Linked DNA regions of Mus musculus: region 1 is linked to region 2. Evidence: chromatin contacts called from public promoter capture Hi-C data. All regions are on one chromosome and are shown on one strand. The core of a region is the stretch at or near the end of the contact, and the rest is flanking DNA. Distances in the headings are between cores, read along the strand shown. Region 1 has its middle 27 kb from the start of Ippk. Region 2 holds the start of Susd3 (sushi domain containing 3).

Region 1 (3,381 bases), core at 599-3,098, 150 kb before region 2:
CAGGCTTGGTGGTGCAGAGCTGTGCACTTAGCAGGTTGAGGTGGGAGGACTGAGTTCCAGGCCAGCCTTGACTACCTAGCAAGATCCTATCTAAAAACAAAAAGTCATGTGATAGTGAGCTTTTGGTTAAAGTTACAAAATGTCTGAGGTCATTAAAAAGGGTTCACTTTGGTTCAAGATTTTACAGGTTTTAGTTCATGCCTTGTGTCCTCTGCTTCGCAGTCTGCAGTGTGGTGGAACATCATGACCAGAGCATACAGTGAGGCAAAACCACTTACCTCATCAGCCAGGGAACAAAAGGCCAAGGTGAAGAAAGGACCAGTGTTGCCACAGTCACCCGCTTGTCACCACAGTCACCAGCAGGGACACATCAGATGACTCAAAATCCACTCACAAGACCCCAGTTCACAAAGGCTCTATACCCTGGGGACTTCGGGGGACACACACACACAGCAGCTAAAACCTGGCCAAGCTCCTCTTGATGCCTAGGTGCCTTCCCACAGTTAAGATGCAACATGAGTCACCAGAGAAGCCAGCTTCCAGCTGTTTACAATCAAAAGCACTATAATTGGCATAGAGGAACCCTGAGTCAAGCTGTGGAAATCACTCAGTACTCCAGACCAGAAGATGACCAAGGAGGAGGCCAGATCCCAGGCAGCCTCCCAGCCTCCAGAGAGAAGAAGGCCAATAACCTGGACTCCAAGGGGCCAGGGGCTGTAGATGGGAGGAAGATGTCCACTGTGACACTACTCAAAGCCACCGCTGCGGAGGGTCTGCTCCGAGGGCCAGGACGGAGCGCTGGCCTGCAGCTGGAGCCGAAGGAGCCTTCCAGCCTGTCTCCAGCTTCACAAGTTCCAACAAGCAAGCTTTGGGCTGCAGTAATAGGCTCTTGGAACCCAATGGGCACGGTTTGTTCTAGGGTCATTTTAAACTTCTAGCATTTCATCACAGGAACACACCGCAGTGTGCTTGCATGCCCGTCGGCTAGCTCAGAAGCAAGTAGATTTTTTTGTTAGTATAAATAATAATTGGTATAAGTCTTTGAGTCTGAGTCTTTGAGTAGATGTTTTGTTTTATTGCTCTTGAGTAGAACTCTTGGGATAAGTTGGCATTAGGGGTGCACATCTCATTACTCAAGACACGGAGGTAGATGGATTACTAAGAATCCTAGGCCAGCCTGAGCTATAAAATAGCAGATCGTATGTATGTCAAAAAGAAAAGAAAAAGAAAAATTCTAGCTGGTTGTAATGTCACATGCCTGTAACAGAAGCAGGAGAATCAGAAGTTCAAAGTCACCTTGGTTATATACAGAGTCGGAAGCCAGCCCGGGCTAGTTTAGAACCTGTTTCAAAACAAAACAATTATAGACATAGAAACTCCTGGGTCTTTTTTTATTGTGTGTACTGTGTGTATGCATGACGCATGTACATGATGTATAGGTGCATAGGTGCTTTGTGGCAGTGCACCTATGGGGGGTGTGAACACAACTTTGAGAGTGTGAGCATGTGTGTGGCATTTATATGTGCATGGTATGTATGTACATGTACCTGGTGATGGTGTGTGATGTGTATATGCAGGGCACGTGTGTGGTGTTCGACTGGCTGGCTTTGCTAATAACATTTAGGTTCTTACTATGTTTTGATTTGCATTTTTTTTCTGACACATCTATTCAAACATTTCACCCAACTTTAAATTGGGTTGCTTGTGAGATCTTGATCAACAAAATGGACAAGGTCCAGACAGACCATATATAAAATGGAACTTTGATCCCCCCCACAATGACCTGAACAGGAAGGCAACCCTTATCTGTAGAAACCAGCCAAGGAGGGCAGCCTGTTTGGGCAGCCTACAGGAAGCGGGATGCTATCTTTAAGGACTCACTCCTGGTAGGCTAAATATTAACCTCTAGAACAATCAGTCCCAAACACCAGGACTTGATCAATAACCTGTTTCCTACTTAGGACCAACCAGAAAGCCAAATACACTCCCCTCTCTGATCCAACCTCCCTAACCACAGGCTCCAAGTAATTCCCCCTCCCCACTAAAAAGCCTCCTCCTCTGTTAAGTGCAAGCAAGGGCCTGCTCCACTGAGGGGAGGTCCTGAGCAACAGCCTCTGCTCTTCAGACATCTGTAGTCTTCATTTATTTTAACACCTGCCATCTTACTTTTGACCTACAAGAGAGCCAAGATGGCTCTGTGGGGGAAGGCACATGGTAGCACACCTAATGACCCGAGTTCAATTCCCAGGACTCCCAAAAGTTGCCCTCTGACCTCTACATGCACACCATGGGGGCACTCACCCACCCACCCAAACAAATGTTTAGAAGTTCTGGGACTAGGGTGTGTAGCTCAGTTGGTAGAATGCTTACTGCATAGAGCTCTGGGTTCAGTCCTCATTACTACGTGACACAGGTGTGGTGGAGCATGCCTGTATTCCAGGACCCAACGGTGTAGCATGAGGATCAGGAGTTCTAGTTCACACTGGGCTACATGAGACCCTGTCTCAAAAAAAGCAAGAGAGAAATGATGCTTTATATATTTGGGCACTGCTCATCTATGCACCTATCAGATACACAAAAGGATATTTTTTCTAGTAATTGCCTTGTCCTTTCAATATCTTAAACAAATCTTATAAAAATTTATTTTCTTTCTGTGTTTGCCTGTATGTATGTCTGTGTACCATATATATGCTTGGTGTCCACAGAAGTCAGAACAGAGCACCTGATCCCCTGGAATTACAGGTGGTTGTGAGCTACTACGTGGGTGCTGGAAACCTCCCTCTTCCCTCTGCAAGAGCCACAAGTGCTCTTAGCCACGAAGCCATCTCTTGAACCCTAGTTTCCTTTTTAAAGATTTAATTATGTGCATATGTAGGTTTCAATGTGGACATGCATGTGCACACACACACACACACACACACACACGTGTGCAGTGAGCATGGAGTCCAGAAGAGGGTGACAGACCCCCTGTAAGTCACCTGCTGTGGATGCTGGGAATTGAACTGCAGTTCTCTGCAAGGGCAACACGTGTTCTCAAGTGCTGAGCCATCTCTCCAGCCCTTAAGTGCCTGCTGAAGCACATTTTTTCTTTTAACTCTAATGAAGCTAGTTTGGCATTTTCTTTTATAGCTCATCATTTTAGTATGGTATCTAAAACAATGCAAATAACTGCCCCAGAGTTTTCAGTATACACTGACAACCAATCCAAGACCTTTTTTTTTTTTTTTTTTTTTTTTGGATAGCACTCTATCAGGCAGGACCAATAGCACACCTAAAGTGATCTCAACACTTCAGAGCCTGAGGCGAGTTTAGGGAAACCTGTAAGATCCTGCCTGAAGCATCCTCAAACAATACATTTCCTCAATCCTTATTACATTCCTG
Region 2 (3,235 bases), core at 91-2,590:
AACTGCAAAGTGGTCAGATCCCAGGCATATAACCAACTCCTCTCCTCCCCTCTAACCTACCATCAGGAAGTTAATCCTTGTGCTTTCCCATGGACAGCTCTTTTTTTTTTGGGGGGGGGGGGAGGGAGTTTTTTTCGAGGCAGGGTTTCTCTGTGTAGCCCTGGCTGTCCTGGCACTCACTTTGTAGACCAGGCTGGCCTGAAACTCAGAAATCTGCCTGCCTCTGCCTCTGCCTCCCAAATGCTGGGATTAAAGGCGTGCGCCACCACCGCCCCGGCGCCCTGTACAGCTCTTATCTGAACCTTTTACCCATCGACAATGGAATGTTAGGGCTTGAGTCATTGTGAAAGGTTTTGGGGGTGAAATTCTCATTTTTTTTTTCTATTGAGTAGAGACTAAAGAACCAAGAAAACAAGAGCTGGAAGGATAGCTCAGCAGTAAAGAGCACCTGCTGTTCTTGCATGTGATCTGAGTTTGGTTTCCAGCACCCACATGGTGACACACAGCCAACCACTGGCATGCAGAAGGCACACATACATGCAGGCCAACCGTTCATGCATAAAAGTAAAATAAATCTAAAGAAAAAAAGGATGCTCCCTGGAGACTTTGAAGAGCTCTGGCCCCACCTCCTGTATGATGAGACAACGTGGATCTGTGGTTCTGTGGAGTTCTATCTGTAGTGCTTTGTTCTGTAAGCCTAGGAAACATCCCCACCCTAAATAACTGTTGGTCAGCGCTGCTGAACATTGGGGGAGGGGGAGGGGGAGGGGGAGGGGGGAGGGGCGGCACTGAGCCACACGATGGTGGTAGGTGCCTCCCCCCCCCCACGTCCTTCACAGCTTCTACCCACAAATCAAGGACACTTTAAATCCCTCTAAGTCCCATCCCTGAGCCTCCAGGCAGCTGCTCTCCACTGGCAGACAGGGATCTCTGGCTATGTGGCCAGGAATTCTGATATCTCAGAGTATGGTGGGGGTGGGGTAGGAGAGGGGTTGGTATCACAGTGGGGTCTGTGGATGGACCTGCCTTTCACGATGCAGCAGACCGGACATAAGCTTGATTTCAACTTTAGGACATTAAAGAAAGTCACATCACGCGTGACTCGCAAGTTCAAGTGAAAAGGAGACATTAGGGGGTGCTACCAACCCTGACTCCAGAAGAGAATGAGGAGGCTGTCACTCTCCAAGGTCACCTGCCTGGCCCTAGAGTCCAAAGGTGAGTCGGGAGAGGAAGGGTGTGCAGAAAGACGGCTCTAGCTCAAAGGCTTACTTCGAGGCGATCAGCCTGGAGGCTCCCCATTCTCTGCCCCTCCAGGTGTCCAATCCCACTTCTGCCACCCAGTGCAAGGGGTTGGCGGGACCGGACTAAAGTTCAACTCTAGCGTCTTGGAGGGCGCGACCTGGGTGTGGCTAGAGACAGCCACGCCTTCCAACGACCCGCCCCTCAATTAAGTCCCGCCCCCACCTCCGCAAGCTCCACAGAACACTGCGGAGCGCTCAGGATGCGCCGAACGTCTGCGACCCTTCGGGGCCGAGCGAGGCCGCGGTGGCGTGCTGGGAACACAACGCCTGTCCCAGTGAACCAGACAGGTGAGGGCTAGGGCCGCAGTTCTCAGTGCCCTCTTCACCGACGGAGAAGTAGAGGGGCGAGGGGCTGCTGTGCTGGGGACCCTGTCCAGGAAGGGGGCGTGCATCGCACTGCCAGGGCCTTCTCGAGAACGAACTTTCTTCTTGACTTCCCGCCGATCCAGCGGGCGACCCCAACTGAGCCGAAACGGGGCGGCGAGCGGCCCGAAACCAGGCGGCGGGCACCTCTTAGCGTTTGCACGGATTCGGCGACGGTCGCCCCGCGCAGTCCCAGGTGCCTGCGGAAGTCGGAGCCGGCTTCACCTGGCGGGGTGTGCGGCCCGGGGTTGGAGGGAGTCATGGAAATGTCTTCTGGGTTGCAGAGAGTTGTTATCATCTTTGTTGATTACTCCAGCCACACTTTACCAAAGGGAAAGTGAGCCTGTGATAGAGGAGATGGGAGGTTATCCAGCAACCAGGACCCGGGCTGCATCTAGGCTGTCAAAGGTCAGAGGTCTCCGGGAGGAGGGAAAATGGTTGTTAAGTGTGCCGAAGAGGGTTCTACACTTGATCTTAGCCAAAAGGGCGAGAAGCGATGCTGATGTCAGCTTTGCTAACTCTTAGAAACACCACCAAAACCACATTCCTCCCAAGAGCTCAGTCCTGCGCATCCAGGAGGTTTCCTGCCTCTGTGGAGGGCTTAGCTGCATTGCACTGGAGGAAGCTGAGGATCTGTAGGCACATTGCCCTCACCCTAGAGCAGTGCTTCTCAACCGTCATAATGCTGCGACCCTTTAATACGGTTCCTCGTGCTGTGGTAACCCCCAACCATAAATTTATTTCCATTGCTGCTTCATAACTGTAATCCTGCTAGTTATGAATCCTATTGCAAATAACTGTGTTTTCTAACGGTCTTAGGAGATCCCTGTGAAAGGGTCGACTGACCCCCAGGTTGAGAAACCTTTAGTGGGTTTGATCCGTTTGATACCATCCCATCGTGCCAGCCCATTGCTGGCCCCACAGGTGTGGCTAGTTTTAGCTTTCTAATTGTTACTCCACAGGAGCGCCTTTGTGTTAGAAGAGGCTAACTCTGGGCCTGGTACTGCTGGGGGGAAGGGGGGACATGCTTGTGAGTACCTTCTGCATAGTAGTCTGGAGGAGTAGGTGTCACCAGCTAGAAGTGGATGGCCTTGCCTAAGGTTATCCCTTGGGGTGGCCTTGGGGCCCTGCTTAATTTGCAAACAAAAGGCTATTTGCATCGGAATCTCTGGAGAAAGTCTGAGAGTCCAGTGTCTCAGTTGTCCCTTGCCCTACCTGGCATCAGGAGGAATCCACATCCTCACAGTGTGTCCTTGGCACCCAGTTTCTAAGCATGTCCCAGGCTCCTTGTTGTAGTTCTGGTTGTAGTCCTCTCTTACTAGGGATGAGTCCCTACCCCAGTGTCTCAGTTCCCTTAGGAGATGCTAGGTGAGTGCGGTATTCCTGCCCCAAGGCTGTGGACAGGATTCCCAGAGTATAGGAGAGCCTCTTGATTAGAAGAGTCTGTGGGGCTTCCTTAGCCTGTTTAACAGGCCAGGAAGGGAAGGGAAAAGAAGGCCTGAAGCTGTGTGGAGATAGTTTGGTGTTGTCAGAAGATAATTGAGAGATTAAAAAAAATGGGGATGTGTAGT

Evidence for each region. Promoter capture Hi-C pulls out the DNA fragments that hold promoters and counts their contacts.
Region 1: a promoter capture Hi-C map of the HPC-7 cell line shows a contact between it and region 2. The contact joins the enhancer-like site here to the promoter of Susd3 in region 2. A contact is called at or near these places in 3 of 39 promoter capture datasets (the HPC-7 cell line, frontonasal cranial neural crest and maxillary cranial neural crest), 1 of 15 datasets of contacts at CTCF or cohesin (large pre-B cells), 9 of 484 Hi-C or Micro-C datasets (B cells, Th1 cells, bone marrow-derived macrophages and 4 more), 5 of 115 datasets of contacts at active chromatin or transcription factors (the 230-238 cell line, CD8 T cells, astrocytes and 2 more) and 3 of 9 other capture datasets (adipose tissue, liver and pancreatic islet).

What each region holds. Positions count from the first base shown.
Region 1 is chr13:49,392,243-49,395,623 of GRCm38.p6, reverse strand. No RefSeq gene overlaps it. Among named protein-coding and RNA genes, the nearest start is that of Ippk, 27 kb to the left of the region's middle. Within about 2 kb of position 1,848, at least 18 of the 459 cell types and tissues checked have an H3K27ac peak or open chromatin away from gene starts, as enhancers often do. A contact at or near this core is called in the HPC-7 cell line, where this site is marked.
Region 2 is chr13:49,246,399-49,249,633 of GRCm38.p6, reverse strand. Susd3 (sushi domain containing 3) reads left to right here and starts at 1,340. Exons shown (of 5, transcript NM_025491.4): 1 at 1,340-1,589. The coding sequence starts at 1,502.